Linked DNA regions of Mus musculus: region 1 is linked to region 2. A link is a contact called in public promoter capture Hi-C data. All regions are on one chromosome and are shown on one strand. Each heading gives the region's core, a stretch centred on a gene start, on an enhancer-like site or on the middle of the called end of the contact. The rest is flanking DNA. Distances are from core to core; before and after follow the strand shown.

Evidence for each region. Capture Hi-C pulls out chosen DNA fragments and counts their contacts.
Region 1: a promoter capture Hi-C map of liver shows a contact between it and region 2. The contact joins two enhancer-like sites. A contact is called at or near these places in 1 of 39 promoter capture datasets (liver) and 3 of 9 other capture datasets (adipose tissue, liver and pancreatic islet).

Annotation. Positions count from the first base shown.
Region 1 is chr7:46,984,490-46,991,379 of GRCm38.p6, reverse strand. Gm9999 (predicted gene 9999) reads right to left here. Exons shown (of 5, transcript NR_033461.1): 4 at 4,334-4,371; 5 at 3,577-3,691. It overlaps Spty2d1 (SPT2 chromatin protein domain containing 1), which reads left to right. Exons shown (of 6, transcript NM_175318.4): 6 at 1-984. Among named protein-coding and RNA genes, the nearest start is that of Gm9999, 11 kb to the right of the region's middle. Within about 2 kb of position 5,104, at least 63 of the 459 cell types and tissues checked have an H3K27ac peak or open chromatin away from gene starts, as enhancers often do. A contact at or near this core is called in liver, where this site is marked.
Region 2 is chr7:46,819,230-46,826,726 of GRCm38.p6, reverse strand. Gtf2h1 (general transcription factor II H, polypeptide 1) reads right to left here. Exons shown (of 15, transcript NM_008186.4): 15 at 2,927-3,904. The coding sequence ends at 3,818. It also overlaps the pseudogene Gm9392. Among named protein-coding and RNA genes, the nearest start is that of Ldha, 23 kb to the left of the region's middle. Within about 2 kb of position 5,071, at least 7 of the 459 cell types and tissues checked have an H3K27ac peak or open chromatin away from gene starts, as enhancers often do. A contact at or near this core is called in liver, where this site is marked.

The DNA of each region.
Region 1 (6,890 bases), core at 3,855-6,354, 160 kb before region 2:
AAAGACACAGGAAAGATTGTAAGTCCAAATCATGTCTTCCATTTTGCTCTTCTGTATTTCCTGACCACTTAGAAAAAGTTCACAAGCCTTTGAAGAAACAGCAGCAGGCTGTTATTGTTTTCAAGGTTTACAAATTAAGTGCTTGATTTTTAATGTATTCTCTCTATCTACTGTTTTGATTTTCAGATTTTGACTCAATATTTGAAGATGTGCCTTTTATTGGGTGATGTTAATTCTCGAATGTAGTAATGTTGTTTCACAATTGTAATGTTACATGTTCACGGGTGTGACATTCTCTAACAAATTATTCGATAAGAAAGTCATTTTCATGGAACTCATGGCTCTGATTGCACAGTCCCTTGCTAAAGCAAAGGGCACTCTTTTAAGGCTACTTCAGAACTGGTCTTTGTATTTTCTCTAAGCGATGGATGTAGTCATGTCCATTTAGAGGCAGGGTACCACATGTCACAGGCAGCCCTGAGTGTGTGCCATGAGAAAGTTCAAAGACTGTGACAAAGTCTACAGGAACTCAAAATTTCATTTTTGTAATGGTAACCCCCAAGATTTTCTCCAAGAAATAAATTATTTTGTATTTTATAACTTAAAAGCAGCTAGTAGTACATTTCTGAGATACAGCAGGAGACCAAAACATTTTTCGAAAGAGAATAAATATATAAAGAGAGACTGGTTGTTTTATTTTCGGTGTGCTGATTAGACTATTTATTTTGTGAGTGAATGTGATGAAATACATATTCAGGTGTTTAGCGTGATTACGAGTGGAATATAGATTTCTCTGGCATTATTAAATCCATGATGTCTTTTACATAATGGACAAATCAAATATGAAAGAAGGACACTTTGACATAGCTTAGCTTGTTTCCTGGTGCTGTTGACCTGCAGAAGAGTTTACTTTTGCATATACAGGTGAATGTTTTGCAATTTATGTATACAAGAAATTGTAGGCATTAAAATATTTTATTGATATTTTTACTGGTTTTCATTTATTGGTCAAAACTAGAAGCTATTCCTTATCGCCTGGAACACCGTGCTAGCTAGGAACCTCTATAGGCTTACTAGGTTCTAAGGTGAGGCTTGTCCCTTGGACGCACTCCTGCTTGTTGCCTCTTACATACCTGTGCCTGGCTACCACTGATTTCCCCTGTACCTTCCCACCTCAGCCAGAATACCATTGTGTCCTCAGACACCAAGACACCTCAGCCGTTAAGAGTACTCTTGTTATCCTTGTAAAGGACTCGAATTCAATTCTCATCATCCATACGGTGGCTCAATGCCAGTCCCTAGGGCTCTGACACCCACTTCTAATCACCAGTACCATGCAGGCAGAACACTCAAAACATAAAATCTCAAAACAAAACAAACCTGGACGTAGTTAGAGCCATGGAATCTAGCTTCGTGACTTGGGGTTTTGAAGGTTTATTCAAATGGAAAAGAAACAGCAGAGCTGATATTTAATTCTTCTTGTCAGAATTATCAGTTCAGATTCTCTCTAACAAGCTTGAGGAGCTGGAGAAATGGCTCAGTGGTTAGAGCATGCTCCCTGGACAACCTTCAGCACACACACAACCAGATGAGCACCATACACCCACGTGTAAGCCCAGCTCCAAGGATGGCAGGACAGGAACTGGGGCTTGCTGGCTTCTAGCCAAGCCTGGGGAAAAAAGCCCCCAGCTTCTGAAGACAGCTTACCTGGAAAGCAAGGCAGTGATAGAGGACACCCAGTGCATTCTGGCCTCAGTACAAGCACAGAGACGCACGTGGACTGACATGGTGGGTGATGACAACAAGACTAGATGAGTCCTTAGCAATGTCAGGAGATTAGCAGCCACACCCATGCATGCAGGGAATGTAGATAGCTACAGTGTGCTGAGTCTAGGTCATATGAGAAATGGAAGCTACACTCCCAAATCACTACGAATTACATGTGTGGATTTTCTATTCATTCTCCTTTCCATTGGCAGGGTAATCTTGGGGCCAGAGGATGAATTGATGTATAAAGTGCCTGCCGAAAAAAGGAGTCTCTGAGTTCAGAGTTGCAGCACATAAAAGGGAGGTATGATGTCAGCCATCTGTAAATCCAACACTTTGACAGTGCAGAGATGGGTTCCCAAGGCTCCCTGGCTGCCCAGTCTAATCAAGGTAGAGAATGAGAACACCAGGCACTGACTTTTGGTCTCCACACAGGTGAGCACATAAACACACTCTGAGTGCAGACCTCTTAAATGGTAAGAAGTCCAAAGAACAGAGTTTTTCTGTGTAAACTACAGGGCTACTTTGCTGGGGCAGATCTGTTCTCTTAAACAGTGGGACCAGATATTTATCTTACCTCCCCCCACCTCCATCACACTCGTCTCAGTTTTAGAGAAAGATCTTAGGGCTCAGACTCCTGATTAGCTGCTTAGATCTCAAAATTAGGCTCCCAGCCCTGAACTTAAATTCACTGGATCATATTGAGAGCTGGTTAGGGTTTGCTTCTATATATCTTCTCTTTTAAAGGATCATCAGAGGTCTAGAGATGGCTCAGATTAAGAGCAGGACCTACCCAAGAGCTCTTGCACAGAGGACCTGCTGTACCCACGTTTGGCAGCTCACAATCACTTTAAACTCCAGGGGAACCAGAGACCTGTGTATAGCTGTCCTTCAATGCACAGGGCATGTCTTTAATCCCAGTGCTTGTAAGACAGAGGCAGGTGGAGCTCTGAATTCACGGTCAGCCTGTTCTATAGAATTCCAGGACAGTAAGAGAAACCCTGTCTCTAAATATCAAAAATAAATAATAATAAAAGTAAATGTTTTAAAAGGAGTTTTGGGGGGCTGGTGAGATGGCTCGGTGGGTAAGAGCACCCAACTGCTCTTCCGAAGGTCCAGGGTTCAAATCCCAGCAACCACATGGTGGCTCACAACCATCGGTAACGAGATCTGACTCCCTCTTCTGGAGTGTCTGAAGACAGCTACAGTGTACTTACATATAATAAATAAATAAATAAATCTTAAATTAAAAAAAAAAAAAAAAGGAGTTTTGGGCAACTTCTTTGTTTTGTCTTGTTTTTCCAGGGGAGGGAGGTAATTAGGCAGCAAGTGCTGTTTGACCATTGCGTTAGTTAGCACATAAGGCATGGGTGGTGTTCCTGGTGAAATCCTGTGTCTGAATCTCCTGTGTTGGCAAGCAAGACGCCTGAGCCTCTTCGCTTCTTTGGTCACTTGGTAAAATGAGGCCAACACCCAGCTTTAATGGGTTCAGGTGAAGATTAAAAGCTCACTTTAGCATCTCAAATTGGAACGAGTCATCCACACACAGATCCCCTTGCCCCTCTTCATCCCTGCACAGGGTAATTTTTACCTCTGGACCCTGGACTTGGAGTATATTATTTGGAAACTGGGCCTAAAAATCATTAAGATTACAGAACAAGGGGCAATTTAAACTAGTTGTCTCAGTCTTAGAGGCTCCAACAAACAGAATGTGGCCATCTCCCATTCATGCCCACCTGCCCACTCGCCCTCATTCTCTATTAGAATGTTGCTTTTGTTCTTAAAAAGTGTGGTAACTACACAGAATATGACAAAATAATGTGCGATTACTTTATGCGAAACCTACAACAGGAACTGTGCAGTTGGGTGATCTTCACAGCTGCATTGGTTCACCAGGGTCATCTTTGTTTACTTCCAGAGGGGTCTGGGGGGGAAAAAAGCATATGTCAGGAGGCTCTAGCATTGCTTAGGTGTGGAGCAGTCTGATCCTGTTAGCAGGAGGTGCTCGGCCCTGTGGGGATCTGACAGAGTGCAGAGATGTCTGCCACCAGGACCACTGGTAGGTTTGCAGAAGTGGGCTGATCTCGAAAATAATGCTGCCAGCTAAACATTTTAAACATCCTGTCAGCTTTACAGACATTAATGTTGACCCTGGGTCACAAATACTCTCTACCTCCATTCTTAAATAAATATAAGAAAACACATGGGAAGCTGAGGGTGTGTCTCAGACAGTAGGTGCCCACCATGCAGGAGGCCCTGGTCGGATCCCAGCACCACATAATCTCAGCAGTCAGGAGCAGTCAGCAGGAGGACCAAGGCAGCCTTGGTTCCATTGCTCGTTCATCCTGGGCTGTGTGTGAAAGAAACCTGGCAAGCTCCCAGTTCTGAGTAGCCCACAGTAGGAGGAGGTAAATTACTGGGAACTTTTTCTCAAAAAAAAAAAAAAAAACTGGAAAGAATCTGTTTCTAAAGTCACTAAGGGTTAGATTGTCATGCTTCCTGTGTTAATGCTGGGGACTCACCAGCAGTAAAGAAGTCACTTACAGCAGTAAAGAAGTCCACTTACCCCTCCTGGGGGATATTTATATCCCTTCCACATCGTTCCTGCAATGAGAACCATCCATAAGACAACGATCATTCTGGGCCGCCTTGGCTGCTGGTGGCGGGCTGGTTATTGGAAGGCCTGGATCTATCTGCAGAGTCCTGGGGATCCCTGGCTTCATTCCAGACCAGATGGTGGGTGGCCCAGCATGGCACTTCCTGACTGGTGAACTTTGAGGTCTAGTCTAAACTAAAATGGCCATTTTGAGAGGCCAGACTCAGACACTAATTGTGACATCAGTTCCTATGACATGGGGAGTTGGGGGGCTCAAGGGTTAGAGCGGCCAAGGCTGGCCAGGATGTTAGGTTTGTTTGGATGAAAGAAAGTTGGAAAAGGAGCTACCCCCACTCCTGTTTAGAACCTTAATAAGCCATTTACACAAGCTATGTATTTGCTTAAACTATTCAAGACAGAAAAGGATTGCTGTGAATAACAAATCAGAACCACCTGGGTTGATCTGGGGGCCATGTAGGATTAACAAACTAAGCAGACAGCAGTTTAGCTATTGTTAAGCTATCCAAGGAAGAAAAGTCTTACATTTTGTGAAATGATACCCAGCCCCCATCTTGCTGCCTTAAACCTCCTAGAAACCTCCCTGGGAAAGGAGCAAAAAGAAGATAGGAGCTGCTGCTGGGGCTCTTTCACGGCTGGCACACGGGCTTAGAGTCACATAACTCAATAAACAGTGACTCAATAAACAGATGGCACTTCTTCCGTTACACCCGCACAATGTGATCCTTTGAACCAGTGGGGCTGAGGGAGAGCCAAAGACCAGCAGCTACCATCTCCTGCTTTTACTATACCTGAGGCTGGGGCTACCATCCCCTGCCTTCTGGGGTACTTTCCCCCCAAATCCTTCTACTTTTGATTCAGCATGTTAAGACTATGAAGAGTAGTCTTTATTTATAAATGGCACTGCTCTAAATAAAATAAAATAATCTGAATGAAATGGTTGGATGGCTGGAAGCCCAGACCAGGGGTTGCTGAAAGGGTGTCGCCCTCTGTTCCCCGTGGGAGGAGTGTGAGAAACACTGAGGTCTGGCTCAAACCACACACACACACACACACACACACACACACCAATGAGGTGATTGTGCAATGTTGAGGGTGGCCCAACCACTGTCACCAAAGTTCACTGACAGGTTCTCATTTTCACTTAGTGAAATTTGTAGGGGCTGGAGAGATGGCTCAGCAGTTAAGAGCACTGACTGCTATTCGAAAGGTCTTGAGTTCAAATCCCAGCAACCACATGGTGGCTCACAACCATCCGTAATGAGATCTGATGCCCTCTTCTGGTGTGTCTGAAGACAGCTACAGTGTACTTACATATAATAGATAAATACATCTTTTAATAAAATAAATAAATAAATAAATTGTAGTTCACTAGTTTTCAAGCTTTGCACTAAACACCTTACATAGATTCCCAAATGTGACCTTCACAAAAATAGTGAAGGATCAAAATATCTCCAGTTGTACCAGTGAAGAAATGGACTTTCGGAAGATTTTAAACCTCTCAAGTTCTCTCAGTCAGTTGCAAAGTTAGGGCTTAATCTCAAGTTTATCTTAATTCTTGTTTCACAGACCTTCAGACAGACAGGCCATTTCATCCTGAAGTGACTTATGCAAGCTAATGCCAGCCATTTAAAACTCTAAGAGTCTTTTTTTTAATGACCAGATCAAGAGTGGGCTTGTGCCTCCAAAATGTCTCTTAGTGCCCAAGCTCAGGTGTCCAGTGTTTTTAAAGACAAACGCCACAATTGCATCAGTAGGGGGGCCGATCACATCAGTGATTTGGAGTAGCCTAGTAACATGTTTTCTTGCAAAATTCAGCACTGTTTTCCAGATACCAAATGACAATTATCTTTGATTTGCATGGCCTCTTAGTTATTTTAGTTTTATGTTTTAGCTTGCACAAGCATCAGGGTTTTTTTTTTAATATGTCTAGGCCATGTTTAGGGTTACAAAGGTGTTGCCAAGACAGATGCAGCTGCTGGTTGGGTGGGTAGAAGGCTAAGAAGTATCTAAGCAGCTGCAAAGGAAAGTTATGACAAGATGGCAGTGCCTTTGTCATTTCAGTATGAGCCATCTATGGTGGCACATGACTGTAACACTAACACTCAGGAGGCAGAGGAAGGTAGAGACCTCTGTGGTCGAGTTTGATGCTAGCCTGATCTATGTAGTGGGTTCCAGGGCTGCCAGGGCTGTGTCTCAAAAAAGAGAGAGAACAAAGACTCTATGTAGGAAGAGAAAGGAGATGAGGGAGGAGAATGAGAGAGAGTAAAAAGGCGGAGTAACAGGATCAAAGTCTCATATACATGGATATGTAGATGCCCTTAATATAATTGTTATTACACATGCGTGATAAAATAGCTTATATGGTTAACATACACTAATATGGTTTGAGAAAGAATGGGAGTTGTTCAGAAGGTGCCTGTGAGGCACCGTTATTGACAGACTGCCCATCCTCAGTCTGCTTGCCCCAGCAGTAGCCCCCAGGCTTCTTCCCTTCCCTGCATCCCCA
Region 2 (7,497 bases), core at 3,822-6,321:
CAGCTTCTCAAGTTCATTAAAACAAACAAACAAACAAATAAAAAAAAACCTACCACACACACACAAACTCTGCCAGGTGATGGTGGCTCATGCTTTAATCCTAGCACTTGGGAGGTAGAGGCTCTGAGTTTGGGGCCAGTCTGGTCTAGAGTTTCTCTGTATAGCACTGACTGTCATAGAATTTCACTGTAGACCAGACTGGCCTCAAACTCAGAGATCCGCCTACCTCTGCCTCCCAAGTGCTGGGATTAAAGGTGCTGGCTAAAAAATGATTTGTAATTATGTGTGTGCATGTGCACAGCTGCAGGTGCCTCCCAAGGTCAGAGGTACAGGGTTCCCCTGGAGCTGAGCTGACAGACAGGTGCTGTGCCGCCCGACCTGGTGCTGGGAATTGAACTCAGGTCCTCTGGAAGAGCATTATGTACTCTTAAGTGCTGGAGCCATACCTTAAAGGGATCCCAAAGCTAAACTATTTAATGTAGAAGATAGACATAGCGTAGAAGACCTCCCTCCCTTCATTCCTTCACACTCCAGAGGCATGGTCACATAAGGGTGTTTTTTGAAGATAAGTGTCTCAAGTAGCTCTTGAGAACTTCCAATTCTCCTGCCTCCACCTTCTCAAGTGCTTATAGGGCATCACCAGGCCTAGGATGTTTTGTTTTTGTTTTGGTTTTTGAGACAGGGTTTCTCTGTGTAGCCCTGGCTGTCCTGGAACTTTCTGTAGACCAGGCTGGCCTCGAACTTAGAAATCCACCTGCCTCCCAAGTGCTGGGATTAAATCCAGGCTCTCTGGCATGACGTGCTATACAATCTACATTCTCCCAGCTCCTGAAGTGACCCTTTCCACTCTGCTTACAGGGCTCCATTTCCTAACCTTCCTAGTCCAATGACTCCAAAGCATGGCGGATTCTGGCTTCCCTGCCCGCCAGCCCTTTACTTCAATCACTACCATCCACAGATACACCCACATACTCACCATATAGATCTTATACAAACAACTTCATACTCAACGCTTTTCTTCCATTTTTACCATGCCTAACACATAGGGTTCAGGTTTCTCACTTGGGTATACAAAGCCATTTACAATCGGAATTAGAGACACTTTTCCAAGCCAGGTATGGTAGCTCAGGTCTGTTAACTCCAGCACTCAAGAGGCAGAGAGGACACTATTAGTTTGAGGCCTCTCTGCACAGTGAGTTCCAGATTAGCCTAAGCTATATGGTAAGACCTTCACTTACAACTATCAGCCCCCACCCTGATATCTCTTTCTGGACTCTGCTACACCCAAGTCTCCAATTTGAATAAACTTTCCTTGCTCCTCTGGCAGTTGGAGTCTTGGAAAGGGATCCTCCCTAGAGTGAATGACTTCCACCATAAAGCTTTAACCTCCAAGGCTAAGCTGGGATGTTCTGAGGTTTACTGTGCAGCTCAGACAGAACTGGGGCTCTGGACTCTCCTGTTTCCACCTTGAGTGCTGGGATTACAGAAACGATCTATCCTGTATGGCAAAAAATGTTAATGGTGTCTACACCAGTTCCCTAACTTGCCTTTTCTTTTTTTTTTTAAAGATTTATTTATTTATTATATGTAAGTACACTGTAGCTGTCTTCAGACACTCCAGAAGAGGGCACCAGATCTCGTTACGGATGGTTGTGAGCCACCATGTGGTTGCTGGGATTTGAACTCCAGACCTTCAGAAGAGCAGTCGGGTGCTCTTACCCACTGAACCATCTCACCAGCCCCAACTTGCCTTTTCTTAAGCTCCTTTGTGAGCACCATTCTGTCTTTATTTCTTCGCAGCCCTGGCTGTCCTGAAACTCGCTCTGTAGACCAGGCTGATCAACTCAAGAGCTCTATGTGCCTCTGCCTGTGATTAAAGGTGTGCCACCATACCTATTGCTGTATCATTTTCTCTAACAACACTCCAGTTTTGCTTATGCTTGCCTATCCCAAAGACATCATTTCAAACCTTTTTTTTTTTTTTTTTTTTACTGAAATCATTCTGAGTAAGCTGTGTTAGTGACATTTGAAAAGCACACTGTGAAGGTGTAAAGCGATATGGCCTCTTTTCCTTTACCAGTTTGGAGTTTATCGAGGACACCTTCTCCGGTAGAAATGCTATTAAAATAATCAGTGTGATAAGCTGGGTGGGGTGGCACAGGACTTTAGTCCCAGCACTCTGGAGGCAGAAGCAGGTGGATTCCTGAGTTTGAGGAATCCTAACCTAATTAATGACATCCAGAGCTACATCAGGCTGATGGTGGTGGCAGCTGTAGGCCTTTAATCTCAGTGCTCTGAAGGCAGAAGCAGGCAAGTCTGAGTTACAGAGGCAGACAACAGCAGGGACTATATACTGAGACCATTAAAAAATATACAGCTTGCAAATATACATAAAAGAAGAGGCAGCCAGGCAGTGGTGGCGCACGCCTTTGATCCCAGAACTTGGGAGGCAGAGGCAGGCGATTTCTGAGTTCAAGGCCAGTCTGATCTACAGAGTGAGTTCTGGGACAGCCAGGGCTACACAGAGAAACCCTGTCTCGAAAAAACAAAAACCAAAAAAACCAAAAAAAACAAAAAAAAAAAAAAAAAAAAGAAAAGAGAAAAGAAGAAGGAGGAGGAGGAGGCGTCAGAGGCAGTCCCTGGGCATCACCTGAGTTTGCTAACCTTCCTCAGAATGAGAAACTACAAGTGGTGGGTGTCCAGTTAAAGGAGCAAAGCCGGTGGAGAAGGCTCTGCTTTTGCAGGGTCTAATCCAAACACCTGCAGTTGTTTGCAGAGGCAGGAGCTGACACAAGAGAACAGAATGGGGCATGGACTCTGGGAACAGCATGGTGTGTGTTACCAATGTGAGTGTCACACTTAGGCTCTTCAGTGACCCACTCACCAAGACAGTAGCAGTAGCAGTCAAGACTCCAAGAGAGGCAGGTATGAGAAACTTTCTTTATTTCTTCTAAACAGGTGAAAATAAGCAATTCTTATATTTCTCACTTATAAGATTTTTAAATTCTTAAAAATGCAATTTTTTTTCAAAGCACATGCCATCTTTAAAAAAATTCTCAGCAATATACATTTGCACCCAAGAAACCCATGCAGCATCAGTCTCCTGACGACGTCCTGCACTGACCACGACTCCCGCACATGTGCCTTCTACTTGGGGACTCAGAACACAGGCTTCAGTGCCACACTTATTTCCGTAGGAAACACAGGACTAGTGGAGTCTTCTGACAACTGTTTCCTGATGGCTGAGCAACAGCATCCCTCTGCCTTATTTAAAGCACTCTCTTTAACATGCTGAAGTAAGGAACAACTAGAATTTAGTAACATTTGAGGATCCCAGTGTGGGTCTGAGGAAGGATTCTTAGGGCTACCCTGTGCCACAAACTTAGGGAAAAAAATTTACCCAGAAAACAAAACTGAAAAACTTAGATTTTATCAATGCACCCTTTAAGTATTTTTTTCTTTTAGTTATTTTTTTTTCTTAAATTTTGAAAGCAGCTTAACGTGAATGAAAAGCAGTTCCTGAGTAACTGCAGTAAACAGTCTTTAAATACATATACATGTACACATACATATATATTTGCAACTTAGCTCATTTTGGTTCTGCCTTGGTTTCCCTCCCCAGAGTTAGGTGAATCCCGTCCCTTCCTTCTGTTTCAGTTTTCATGTGCAAGTACAACAGCATCAGCTCTGGGAGTCGGCGGGCGTGCTGCAGATGTTTCCCCCGGTGTGAGCATCTGCTTGTCTTCAGCCAGGTTTCCAGAGTGACTGCAGGTAAGTTTTTTTTCAACCCACAAAACCTGTGAGCACCATAAACGCTTCACGTCTTCTTCATCAGGCGCCGGGATTGCCACGCGTGGAGCTTGTTGTAGGCTGTCTGCAGCATCTCTTCTATGTGACTTACCAGCTGCAAGAGACAGTGAGTAGTCAGGGAAGCCACTGCTTCACAGCTCAGCCTGGCACACACTTTCCAGCACATCACTCAGTCAGCAAGGCGTGTGTGTATAAACCCTCAAGCAAAGGTGTGACCACACACTGTGCATGTGCAAGATAGGTGGTAGGGGCAGTGCAGGATCTGGACAGTCACCCGCTCTATCTGGGTTATGATACTAGGCCTGGCCATTAACTAGCACCAGCACCAGAACTGCTTTTGTGCAATGAGAGCCAAACCAGGTTGATTTCTTGATTTATACACTGGTCAGCTATTGAAAGTCAGGACAGCAACAGCAACACTTTTTCTCTGCGAAGACCCTCAGTCTGGCTTTGAACTTATAGCAGCCTCCCTGCCCCTGCCTGAGTGCCAGGACCATTGGCACTCACTGTCAAACCCGACTCAACGCTGAACTTTGGAGAGTTCTGCCTTCGGGGGTCTGACAAAGTCAAGTAAGAGGAGCACACTAACCCTTGAGGTCAGAAAGCCTTGGAGTATGTTTACGTGGTTACAGTAAAGTCTTTCAAGTTTATCATTCTGGGAGGGAGGGGGTGGACTTGGGGTGCTCTAAGTCACTGATTTTGCTCTAGGAGAGAGATTTAAGTATGCCCCTACCCCAGCTGCATATGCAGGACAGAAGCAGAGCACTTCTGTGTAAAGTGCACATTCAATCTTCAGCAATCCCCAGTTCTAATCCCCTTTTCCCGGAGGAGGGTGTGGCACTAGCTTTGTCTGGAAAATGTAGCAATTCCTTTCTGCTTGACCGGTAGCGATGGCTTTACAGTACCAGTGAGATGTATTTCATATGCTTCCATATGGCTACACATAGCCTGTGAATCCTCAACACAGTGCTGTAAACACAATCAACCGAGGCGGCACAAAAGGCAGAGAACCTGCTTAGTGTTCTTGGCCTGCTGTAAGAGACACTCAGTGCTCACTGGGGAAAATCATAAGTCATCAAGATTTTGCTAAACCCCATTTCTGATCATCCTAGTCATAGCTAGATGTTATGTTTGCATATACTATTTCTCAGAAAGTCAGTTTCTCTCGAAGAAACAAACCTCTTCAACATTTGTTCTAGCTCTGCTTGGAAACAGTACTAAAGACCTTGTGCAAACCAACCCTGCTCCACCACTGGCCTTATTGCTGTAGAGCCCCATCCAAGGACAGCCCTGCTTCCTATCATTAACATTTTACCTGCCTATCACTGCCAGGTTTGTAGTAACAGATTTTTTTAGGACTATATACTTAATAAATCTATCAAGAAAAACCAGAAAAAAAGAAAAAGAAAAACCAGGGAGCCGCGGCCGAGAGGAGGGAGGAGGAGGAGGTGGAGGAGGCGCCGGGCCGCGGGATTGTCAATATTTAAACAGAGCGCATCATGCGTGAGTACAAGCTAGTAGTCCTTGGTTCAGGAGGCGTGGGGAAGTCTGCTCTGACAGTTCAGTTTGTTCAGGGAATTTTTGTTGAAAAATATGACCCAACAATAGAAGATTCCTACAGAAAACAAGTCGAGGTAGATTGCCAACAGTGCATGCTGGAGATCCTGGACACTGTAGGAACTGAGCAATTTACAGCAATGAGGGATTTGTATATGAAAAATGGCCAAGGGTTTGCACTAGTTTATTCAATTACAGCTCAGTCTACGTTTAATGATTTACAAGACTTGAGAGAACAGATTTTACGGGTTAAAGACACAGAAGATGTTCCAATGATTTTGGTTGGCAATAAATGTGACTTGGAAGATGAGCGGGTAGTTGGCAAAGAACAAGGCCAGAATTTAGCAAGACAGTGGTGTAACTGTGCCTTTTTAGAGTCTTCTGCAAAGTCAAAGATCAACGTTAATGAGATATTTTATGACCTGGTCAGACAGATAAATAGAAAAACACCAGTGGAAAAGAAGAAGCCTAAAAAGAAATCATGTTTGCTGCTCTAGACCTGAAGTCAGCAGCAGCTCTGAGCCAGATTACAGAAATGAAGAACTGTTGCCTAATTGGAAAGTGCCAGCATTCCAGACTTCAAAAACGAAATCTGAAGAGGCTTCTCCTGTTTTATATATTATGTGAAGAATTTAGATCTTATATTGGTTTGCACAAGTTCCCTGGAGACAAAGTTGCTCTGTGTATATCTCTTGGAAAGAAGACATAGTATTTCTCCTTTGCAATAGCAGTTATAACAGATGTGAAATAAGATACTTGACTCTAATACAATTATACAGAAGAGCATGGATGCATTTCAAATGTTAAATGTACTACTATAATCAAATGATTTCATATTGACGTTTTTATCATGACTCCTCCCTGTCAAGCACTAAAAAATTGAACCATCATACTTTATATCTGTAATGATATAGATTATGAAATCTCCTCTCAAACTCATTGCAGCAGATAACTTTTTTGAGTCATTGACTTCATTTTATATTTAAAATTATGAAAATATCATCTGTCATTATATTCTAATTAAAATTGTGCATGATGCTTTGGAAAAATGGGTCTTTAATAGGGAAAAACTGGGATAACTGATTTCTATGGCTTTCAAAGCTAGAATATATAATATACTAAACCAACTCTAATATTGTTTTTTGTGTTTTACTGTCAGATTAAATCACAGCTTTTATGGATGATTAAATTTAAAAAAGAAAAAAGAAAAACCAGAAGGCCAGAAGAGCTGGCACTGGAGCCAAGCCTAACAGTCTGAGCTTGACCCTACATCCTACTTGGTCTGGAGAGAGAACTGACTCCTACACGTTTCTTCTGAGTGTAGCAAATACACACCTCCATCCTGCTTTAACACACTACATAAAATAGAACACAAAGAGAAGCAGTAGAATGATTCTCATAAAGGCTGGAAGGAGGCACTGCTGTGCAGCTGATAGGGCACTGAGAATATTTTCACTAACTGGCAAGTACTTTTTTTGGAACAGATCTCATTATGTAACTGGGGCTAGTGTAGTGAGAATTCTGGAATTTTGGTTTCTAAAAAAATAAAAAAAACAAACAAACAACAACAACAACAACAACACCCAAACCAACCAACCAACCAAACAAACAAAAAAACCCCAGAAATATTATAGGAATATCTTTTTGTTTTAAGTGCAAAACCTGGCTGCTCTGCCTTAGCTAACTGATTTGCCTCATGCTCTAACGGAGGCACGGTTTCACCAACTGCAGATATAGTTTCCAAGACTGTGATGTTGGAATTCTGGCAACTTTTCATATGGTATATAAATGTTTGGGAAGGCCTGAGAGGTGGGGTAGGGGTTGGCTGTGGTTTGTTAGTAGTCATGCTCAAGAAAAAAAGACACTAGATTCAGAGACCTCTATCTCTCTCTCTCCCATCTAGTGATAGGGAGTAAAATTGGGGAGAAAGGGGAGATAAAAGGGTGGGAAAAATAAGAACTCACAAAGCAGCAAAGGCCAGCTACAGATTAGCTTAAGTACACATACTTTATATACTCTTTTGAATGCAGTGAAGGTTTTAAAATGAAAAATAGCATCCTGAGCAAAGAAAAGAACAATGTACTCGCATATATGAGAACAAAGTTAATTTCATCATTCAGAAAGAGGCAG